3 separate regions of the Hordeum vulgare genome follow, and regions 2 and 3 are each linked to region 1. Evidence: chromatin contacts called from public Hi-C data. All regions are on one chromosome and are shown on one strand. Each heading gives the region's core, a stretch centred on a gene start, on an enhancer-like site or on the middle of the called end of the contact. The rest is flanking DNA. Distances are from core to core; before and after follow the strand shown. Region 1 holds the start of LOC123443927 (S-adenosyl-L-methionine-dependent uroporphyrinogen III methyltransferase, chloroplastic). Region 2 holds the start of LOC123443928 (glycerol-3-phosphate acyltransferase 1). Region 3 holds the start of LOC123443926 (mitogen-activated protein kinase 10).

Evidence for each region. Hi-C and Micro-C count contacts between places; a contact is called where the count stands out from the background.
Region 2: a Hi-C map of leaf shows a contact between it and region 1, with 6 times the contacts expected there. The contact joins the promoter of LOC123443928 here to the promoter of LOC123443927 in region 1. A contact is called at or near these places in 3 of 6 Hi-C or Micro-C datasets (leaf and seedling).
Region 3: a Hi-C map of seedling shows a contact between it and region 1, with 5 times the contacts expected there. The contact joins the promoter of LOC123443926 here to the promoter of LOC123443927 in region 1. A contact is called at or near these places in 3 of 6 Hi-C or Micro-C datasets (leaf and seedling) and 1 of 1 datasets of contacts at active chromatin or transcription factors (embryo).

What each region holds. Positions count from the first base shown.
Region 1 is chr3H:384,664,611-384,667,138 of MorexV3_pseudomolecules_assembly, forward strand. It overlaps LOC123443927 (S-adenosyl-L-methionine-dependent uroporphyrinogen III methyltransferase, chloroplastic), which reads left to right and starts at 1,271. Exons shown (of 6, transcript XM_045120490.1): 1 at 1,271-2,031; 2 at 2,168-2,245. The coding sequence starts at 1,486.
Region 2 is chr3H:385,510,912-385,513,439 of MorexV3_pseudomolecules_assembly, forward strand. It overlaps LOC123443928 (glycerol-3-phosphate acyltransferase 1), which reads left to right and starts at 1,270. Exons shown (of 2, transcript XM_045120492.1): 1 at 1,270-2,190. The coding sequence starts at 1,447.
Region 3 is chr3H:384,073,161-384,075,688 of MorexV3_pseudomolecules_assembly, forward strand. LOC123443926 (mitogen-activated protein kinase 10) reads right to left here and starts at 1,267. Exons shown (of 10, transcript XM_045120489.1): 1 at 833-1,267. The coding sequence starts at 856.

The sequences.
Region 1 (2,528 bases), core at 21-2,520:
CAATGATAATCAACTTCATAATATTTTAGGCAACTAATTTGCAAAGTTAGACAACTGAGCATTTATGGTAAGCAACTAATTACCAATAGCAGCTTACTCGACATCAATGGTAATTTCATAGTATTGTAGGCAACTGGACATTAATGATAGGCAACTGAACATCCACGATAGGCAACTGAGCTACCATGGTACGCAAGTCGTGATAATGTTAGCAAAATTCATTGATACACATAATGCAATGAAGTTGCTTATATGTAACACTAAAGGTGCCTCATGCTTATATGTAGCACTAAAGGTGCCTCAAATATTTACACTAAGGCCTTGTACAATGCAAGGTGCTTAAAGAAATAAACCAGGCTTTTCTTAAGCACCGATGCTTATTTCTAGAGGAGAGGTGCCTAATTAAGTGTCTAACTTGTATAAATAAGCACCAATGCTTAAGAAAAGTCTGGTTTATTTCTCTAAGCACCTTCCCTAAGCACCTTGCATTGTACAAGGCCTAAAGGTGCCTCCATCATATCCAAAGTTGCCTCAATTTTTTTCAACGAAACCTATTATATGAAATTTAGTTTTGAAAAACTCGCCACGAGAAACCCAGTTATGAAAATAGAACTGAATTCTAAATCAAAAGTTACAAATTTTTAATTTTTTGAACCCTTAAATAAGTGCAACTGGAAATACGGTTATTTTTTATGAACTACTTCCTCCATCACAGTTTAGAAGGCATAGTTAAATTTACGTGCATTTTCACAATAGACAAGATTTATGGCGTATTGCATTTACTTCTAACAGCTAATTAGTACTCCGTTGTACTACTTCTATATGTATATGTAGTGTGAATGCTATTTTTAATTTGTTGTGACACAACCAATCAATGATCATTTAGGTTTTAGAGAATTTTTAAACATGCCTTCTAAACGTGATCGGAGGGAATACCTAAAACAACTGCTCCTTCCATATTAAGAAGCGCGTTCAATCCCACCAACAAGCTCTGGCACCCGCCAGCCACGTTCATATTTCGGAGACACTGAGCAGATTCCTTCACCACCATCAGCAGAGGTTTGGGTATATATCATCTAAAAGAAAAGGTTTGGGTATATATGCGCGCGCCGGTGACACACTGCATGACACCATCGTGAAGGCCGCCGGCGGCGCACCAAAAAGTGCGCCGAAGGGGCACTCTCAGTTGGCTACCTCCTGAACCCTGTTGTCTGCCCGCGGCGGTTCATTGAACCTGGCCCTTCCACACTCGCAAGGCCGCACTTTTCTAATCAAAAAAGGAAGGGCCACCTCCTCCCTCCTTCCTCTGGACTCCGATCCCCTCCGCCCTCCGCCCTCCACCCCTTCGCCCATCCAAAACCACACCACCACAACGAACCACCCGCCTCCGGCTCTCCGGCTCCTGCTCCGGTCCTCACCTCACCTCTCTCCCGTATAAAACACCACCCCCTGCCTAAATCCACGGTCCACACCCCTTGCGACGCCATGGCTCTCGCCCTTCGAGCGCCCCGCTTTCAGCCGCTTCCCGCCTCCATTCCCGCGACCTCCACCGCTTTCGCCAGCACCGCGAGGCATTCCTCCTCCGCCGCCGCCATCTGCGCCGCCGCGTCGCCGTTCACCGAGGCCACGTCCTCCTCGAGATACCGCCGCGACGCCTGGTCCTACACTGCCCAAGACTCCTCCTCTCCCTCGTCCGCCGCCGCCGCCGCTGCTGCTGCGGCCTCGGGACGCCGGGACGACGAGATCGCTCTGCAGCTCCCGGAGCTGCGGAGGCTTCTGAAGGCTCTCAGGGCGTCCAGAGGGAAAGGGCTGGAGGGGAAGGACGGCGGCGGTGGGCCCGGGAGGGTGGCGCTGGTGGGGACGGGGCCCGGGGACCCGGAGCTCCTGACGCTCAAGGCGGTTCGGGCCATCGAGGCAGCGGACCTAGTGCTGTACGATCGCCTCGTGTCCAACGAGGTGCTCGATTTGGTCGCGGAGGGCGCCAGGCTACTCTACGTCGGCAAGACGGCTGGATACCACAGTCGCACTCAGGTCAGTCACAAGGATCATTCATTCCGTGTTCCTAGTATTTAAAATCAGGTGCTTTGAGGTTTATATGTACTCTAGTTTGAAACTCCAATGATATGTCTGCACTTTCTAAGTTTTTCGGCTTTCTAATGTAATGCAGGAAGAAATTCATGAGTTGCTCCTGAGCTTTGCCGAGGCTGGTGCCAATGTGGTGCGGTTGAAAGGCGGCGATCCTCTGGTAATACGCACTTCATATTTTCAATACTACTCAGTACTGTAGTTATCTACTAGTACCGTTCTACAATTCTTGTAGTAGTCCCAGTTGGTAGTTGGTACAAGAGAGGCCAATTTCTGTATGGCTTTTCGCATGAAGTCCTTGATCCTAGAAAAAAAGACGGATTGGAGGAAAGCAGCCGAGTCCTAATTTAGGATTTGTTGCATGTGCATCAATGTTAAATAGCAAACTCTGTACTGACCGAGTTTATCGAGCACTATAAACACTTCTCGCTCCAATAGCCACT
Region 2 (2,528 bases), core at 20-2,519, 850 kb after region 1:
GTCGGGTGGGCCGGGGTGTTGGAGTCCTACGTTTCGGATGTCTGGACTCCCGCAAAGCTCCTCCCACGTTTGTCTCCAATTTTTGGAAGAAAACACGTCTGGACCGCCCCATGGTTTGAAGGGATGCGGACAGTTTGCGGGACCGTCTTAAAGATGCCCTTAGGTTCTATATAAGAAGTATGTATGAATTTGTGACCTGTATGTCGAACAATGTATGGGAATAATCTTACCCACAAAAGTATACATCTTTTGTCAGAGAGGAGGACAAAACCCATCATCTCTGCTTCATGTTGATGCAAATAGCGAAAAAACCATATACAACTCAACGCAGTTTCACCATGCTAACCTGAAAAGGGGACTAAGAGGGCAACTAGGATAAAATATTAAGCTACGGATTTTCATCCTGGATATATAGATTTCAACTTATAATTTATTTTTCATGATTCAATTCAAGTATTTCTGTACATACCCAAGTTCAAATTCATCATAATCACATAGGGTGTGTGAAGGCTAGAAAGTGATTCAGTTTTACTGTTCTAAATTGAAGAGTTACTGAATGTATCCATTTATTTATTTTATATTGTACTCCTTAAGTCCAAAATAGATGAGGTTGGGAAATTAACATGATTGTGTGAAAATAATGTTAACCATTAGTTTGTAGTCCCACTGTCCCATGATATAGTGCACATTGATTTTCACGAAAGTCGGGCTTCACAAATTTGGACCAAGTTCATAGAGGATGTTGCCTATATCTTCAATATCAAATATATACCATATGGGAATACATTTCATGGTGAGTCTAATTGCATCGATTTGATATTCTTGATGTTGATAAATTCTATTATTTTGTTCAAAATTTATGAAGTTTGACTTAAAAATAACTAATATTCACTATATTTTGGGATGAAAAGCATATTCGGTACAGCAATAAATCGTGTGTTAAAAAAAGTTATCTTATATAAGCATTTTTGGGACAAACTATACATGATACTTCCAGGCATTGAATAAAGATATTATAGAATTTGTTTGTTGTTCATCATTTAGTTTGGCCAAATTAAGGGCGTCCAACCTGCTATGCCATATGGCGCATACTGGTTGACCTATTGGGAATGATACTCCTATTCACTTTCTGACCGTAGTATTGTTTACCCTGGCGGACGTTTGTCGGATTTGGACCTTTGAATGATGTTCCTATAGGTCAGCCTCCTAATTTCTCCCACCTACCACCTTAATTCTCTCCCCCTTCCTCTCATCCCCATATATATCCCGTTACCGATCAATCTCCTGCAAACACGCACTAGAGCAGTGCGACTGGCACCATCCACCTTCATCGTCTCTCCTATCCCAAGCACTTGGCTAGGCCATTTCTACCAGCAAGACCAGCAGAAAGGCAGGTTGGTCAAGCTTGCACAGATAAAGTGTCCGTACGGGCATAGGAAGCAGGAGATGGTCTTCCCCGCCATTCTGCCCAAGATAGCCGTCCACTGGCTCATCAACTTGTACCGCGCGGCCAGGAAGCTCCGCAGCAATGCCTTCCAGTACTACCGTAACTCCACCACCAACACCAAGCCATCCACTCAAGCCGTCTCCAGCTCCGAGCGCGCCATGCCGTCCGCTGCTGATGGGACGGTGGTGTGCGACTTCCACGGTGGGCTCCTGAGGTCCGCCGGCATCTTCCCCTACTTCATGCTCGTCGCCTTCGAGGGCGGCAGCCTGCTCCGGGCGCTGGTGCTGCTCTGCTTCTTTCCCCTCGTGTGCATGCTCGGCGAGCACTCCGACGCCGGCGTCCGGGTCATGACGTTCGTCACCTTCGTTGGGCTCAGGCCACGGGACGCCGACCTCGTGGCCCGCACCATCCTGCCAAAGTTCTACATGGAGGGGCTCCACGCGCAGGTGTACGACCACCTCTGGCTGCCGGCGAAGAGGAAGGTGGCGCTGACGAGCGCGCCGAGGGTGATGGCGGAGTGGTTCCTCAAAGAGTACATGGCCGCGAACGTGGTCGTCGGGTGCGAGCTTGAGATGGTTGAGGTAGGGCGCGTGTGGTATTTCACCGGGCTGCTGTGCGGGACAGGACCAGACAACATGGGCTTGAGGCACAAGGCACTGAGGGAGGCGTTGGAAGCGGACGGCAACATGGCCGACGTTGCCGTCGTCGGGAGCTCCGACCACCTCTGCGCTCCCTACTGCAAGGTGCACTCGTTCGCGCTTTTTCTCTTTATTATTACTATAAATATAGTACTAGTGTACGTACGATTGTCTTAAGTTCATCACCACTACGTACCTACTGCTACCTAGTCCCAACGTTCAGAGTATCATGTTCAGAGTAGTCCCAACGTTCCCAGGTGATGACTTCTTCATTTCCAACGTTCAGAGTATCCCGTTTTGCATTGTCTTGCATGCTACTACAAGCCAACATGGTGCCCCTGCAGTTTTGTTGGATTTGCACCTAGGAAAATAGATTAAAAAGGAGTGACCACATGGTCACCTGCACATGGTGTATATGTGGTGAACAACCTTAAAACAAGCAA
Region 3 (2,528 bases), core at 17-2,516, 590 kb before region 1:
AGATCTCCAGATACTTTTAATGGACGACATGTAAAATAACTAATCATTGGGAAGCTACAACCAGTATTAAGGAATAGATGCCAAATTCAACTGCTGTGCAGATAGATCAAGAAATTTTCTTGAGGAGCAAGATCTTGATTGCGAAACTGAAATCGTGACACGCACGCACCACTTGTGAGTCAATTGGTCGTGCACGGATCGGGAGAAGAGAACCCCCACAAGAAAAGCCAACAGCTTTGCCCACCGACAAGGAAAAGCAACAGCCGCAATGTGTTTCCGCGGGCAGCGTCTCGAGGTCACAGAACGCGGTCAACTTTTGCATGTGAACTGGGAGCTGTTATACGCAGTAAAGGAGCGCCAAATCACACCTTTTTTTCCCAAATATAGAAGGAAGACTGCGCACAAGGCAATGGCGATGCGACGGGACAAGAAGATGAAAGCGAGAAGGACCGACATGATCATAGTAGAGACTCGGGTTACAGAGGGAAAATACCTACCCTTGTGGGAATAAAACTAAATTCAAACATCCGAATTGGCCCGGCACCGGAATGAGAATAGTGATACGGCGGAACGCCAAATCTATCGGAGCGATGCCCAGCACAGAAACAAGAAATCGTGCCGAACAGAGAGGGAAAACGAAGGGCTTGAACGGACAGAGACCCGAAAACAACCAAGGCAAAAGCATTCCCTCGAAATAATAGTAGTACGTAATAAATAAATAAAAGAAAGCGAGGGAAAGGAAGCGCAGGAGCAGCTCAGCTGCATCGATCAGCTGGACTGGGGCGGAATTCACGCACACAGAAATGCTAGGGATCTCTGGGAAGGAGCCCACCTTCTTGCGCTGGTCCTGCTGCATCTCGGCGCTCACCGGATCTCGCCCCGAACCTCCTCAGCTCCGCCGTGCCGTACGGGCGGGAACAACAGCAATAGGGCCGCCTCCGAGTCACTACGGTCAGACACACGGCATTTGCTGGCGCCGGGCAGGCGAGGCCGAAAAGCGCAGACGCGGCAGGACGCCGGCGGGCGGATCGTGAGACGAGACGAGGCGACGAAGGGAGGGCGGGAAACTGGGGGGGAGACCCTAACCCTAGCGACGGGGCGCTGGGGGCAGGGCTAGGGCTCCCGCGCGCGCTCTCTCCCTCTCTCTCCTGTTCCTCCTCCTCCTCTCCTGGTCTGCGCTCGGGCTCCGGGAGGGGAATAAGAGAGATAGAGGGAGAGAGGAGGACGGGTGGAGAGAGAGAGAGAGAGAGAGAGGAGGCAGGCAGTGTGTTTGGCTTGTTTTTGTTGCCATGAAATGAAATGAAAGGAATCCTGTTTTGATTTCCGTGCGCGGACGGACGAGATTGCCCTTCTTCCCCTTCCCCTTCCCCGGTTGGCCGCCTGTCGTGGGTCGCGTGGGGGTTGGAACCCCATTTCTCGCTTCAGCTTTGCTCCTCCTTCCTTCGCCTCGTCTCACCCATTTTTATATTTAATTTAGTTAATGCCGCTTGTATACGGTGGATTACCGGTGAGAGGTCAGTGACAACGGGAAAATGTGGCTTCCCAAATGTCAAATCCCTTTTTGTATTTTATTTTAGCGTAATGTAATTGGTAGTATCTCTGTCCCGGGTTTTAAGGACCTCTCGTGTTTTAGACTAAAGTTTGGTAAAATAAATTAACAAATAAAATGCAAATTATATGTCACCCAAATTATACTACGAGAAACCTCTTCCAAATAAAAAATTAGCAATATACCTTTTTGTATCGCATAATTTACATCTTGCTAGTTTTACACATGGTCAAATTTTGGACCGAAATACTATAGTGCTCAACAATTCCGAACAGAGGGGATAGTTGTTTATACTCGATTCTCTGACCATCTGGTATGACTTTAATCTATTTTTAGATTAATTTGTAATTCTCACTCCCCTGATTTAATGTTATTATCCTTTTGCGTTATTTCAGGATTCGATATCATGACATTTATTGCATACTATAAATTGTATGTAATGCTTCCTATCTAGAAGAAAAGGACATCCAAATTTTCTATCGTGGACAAACATGGAGTTCGCGATCGAATGTTTAGGAGTAATTGATTACTCTCCTCAACTCAAAGGTTGTGGCATGGCGAAGTAATGTGTGAACGGGTTTTTAGGACCGGAAAGGTGAAACGGACTCGAGTCGCTCTTCTCTGCTGCAATTCATATGAAAGGAATACATGCACGCTGATAATTCAAAATAAGTAATATTTGTTGTAATTTAGAGAAGGTATCTTGAAACATAAAATTTAAAGCGGCACTAGATTATGGTTACGTTCACTAGTGAACGCCAAAAAATTTATGGTACAAACATTCCCTTATTTTCAGAATAAATGGAAGTTTAGACTTTTTATAGTCACCGGTGAGCAACTTTGCAAATAATATATGTACGCATACTTTAGCAAATAATCATAAAATGGTGAGATATGATTCTAATAAACCTTTCGAATTACATGATAGAATCGTATCCCCTGGTTTGCTTCCCTTTCATCTACCACACTTTTGTTTTCT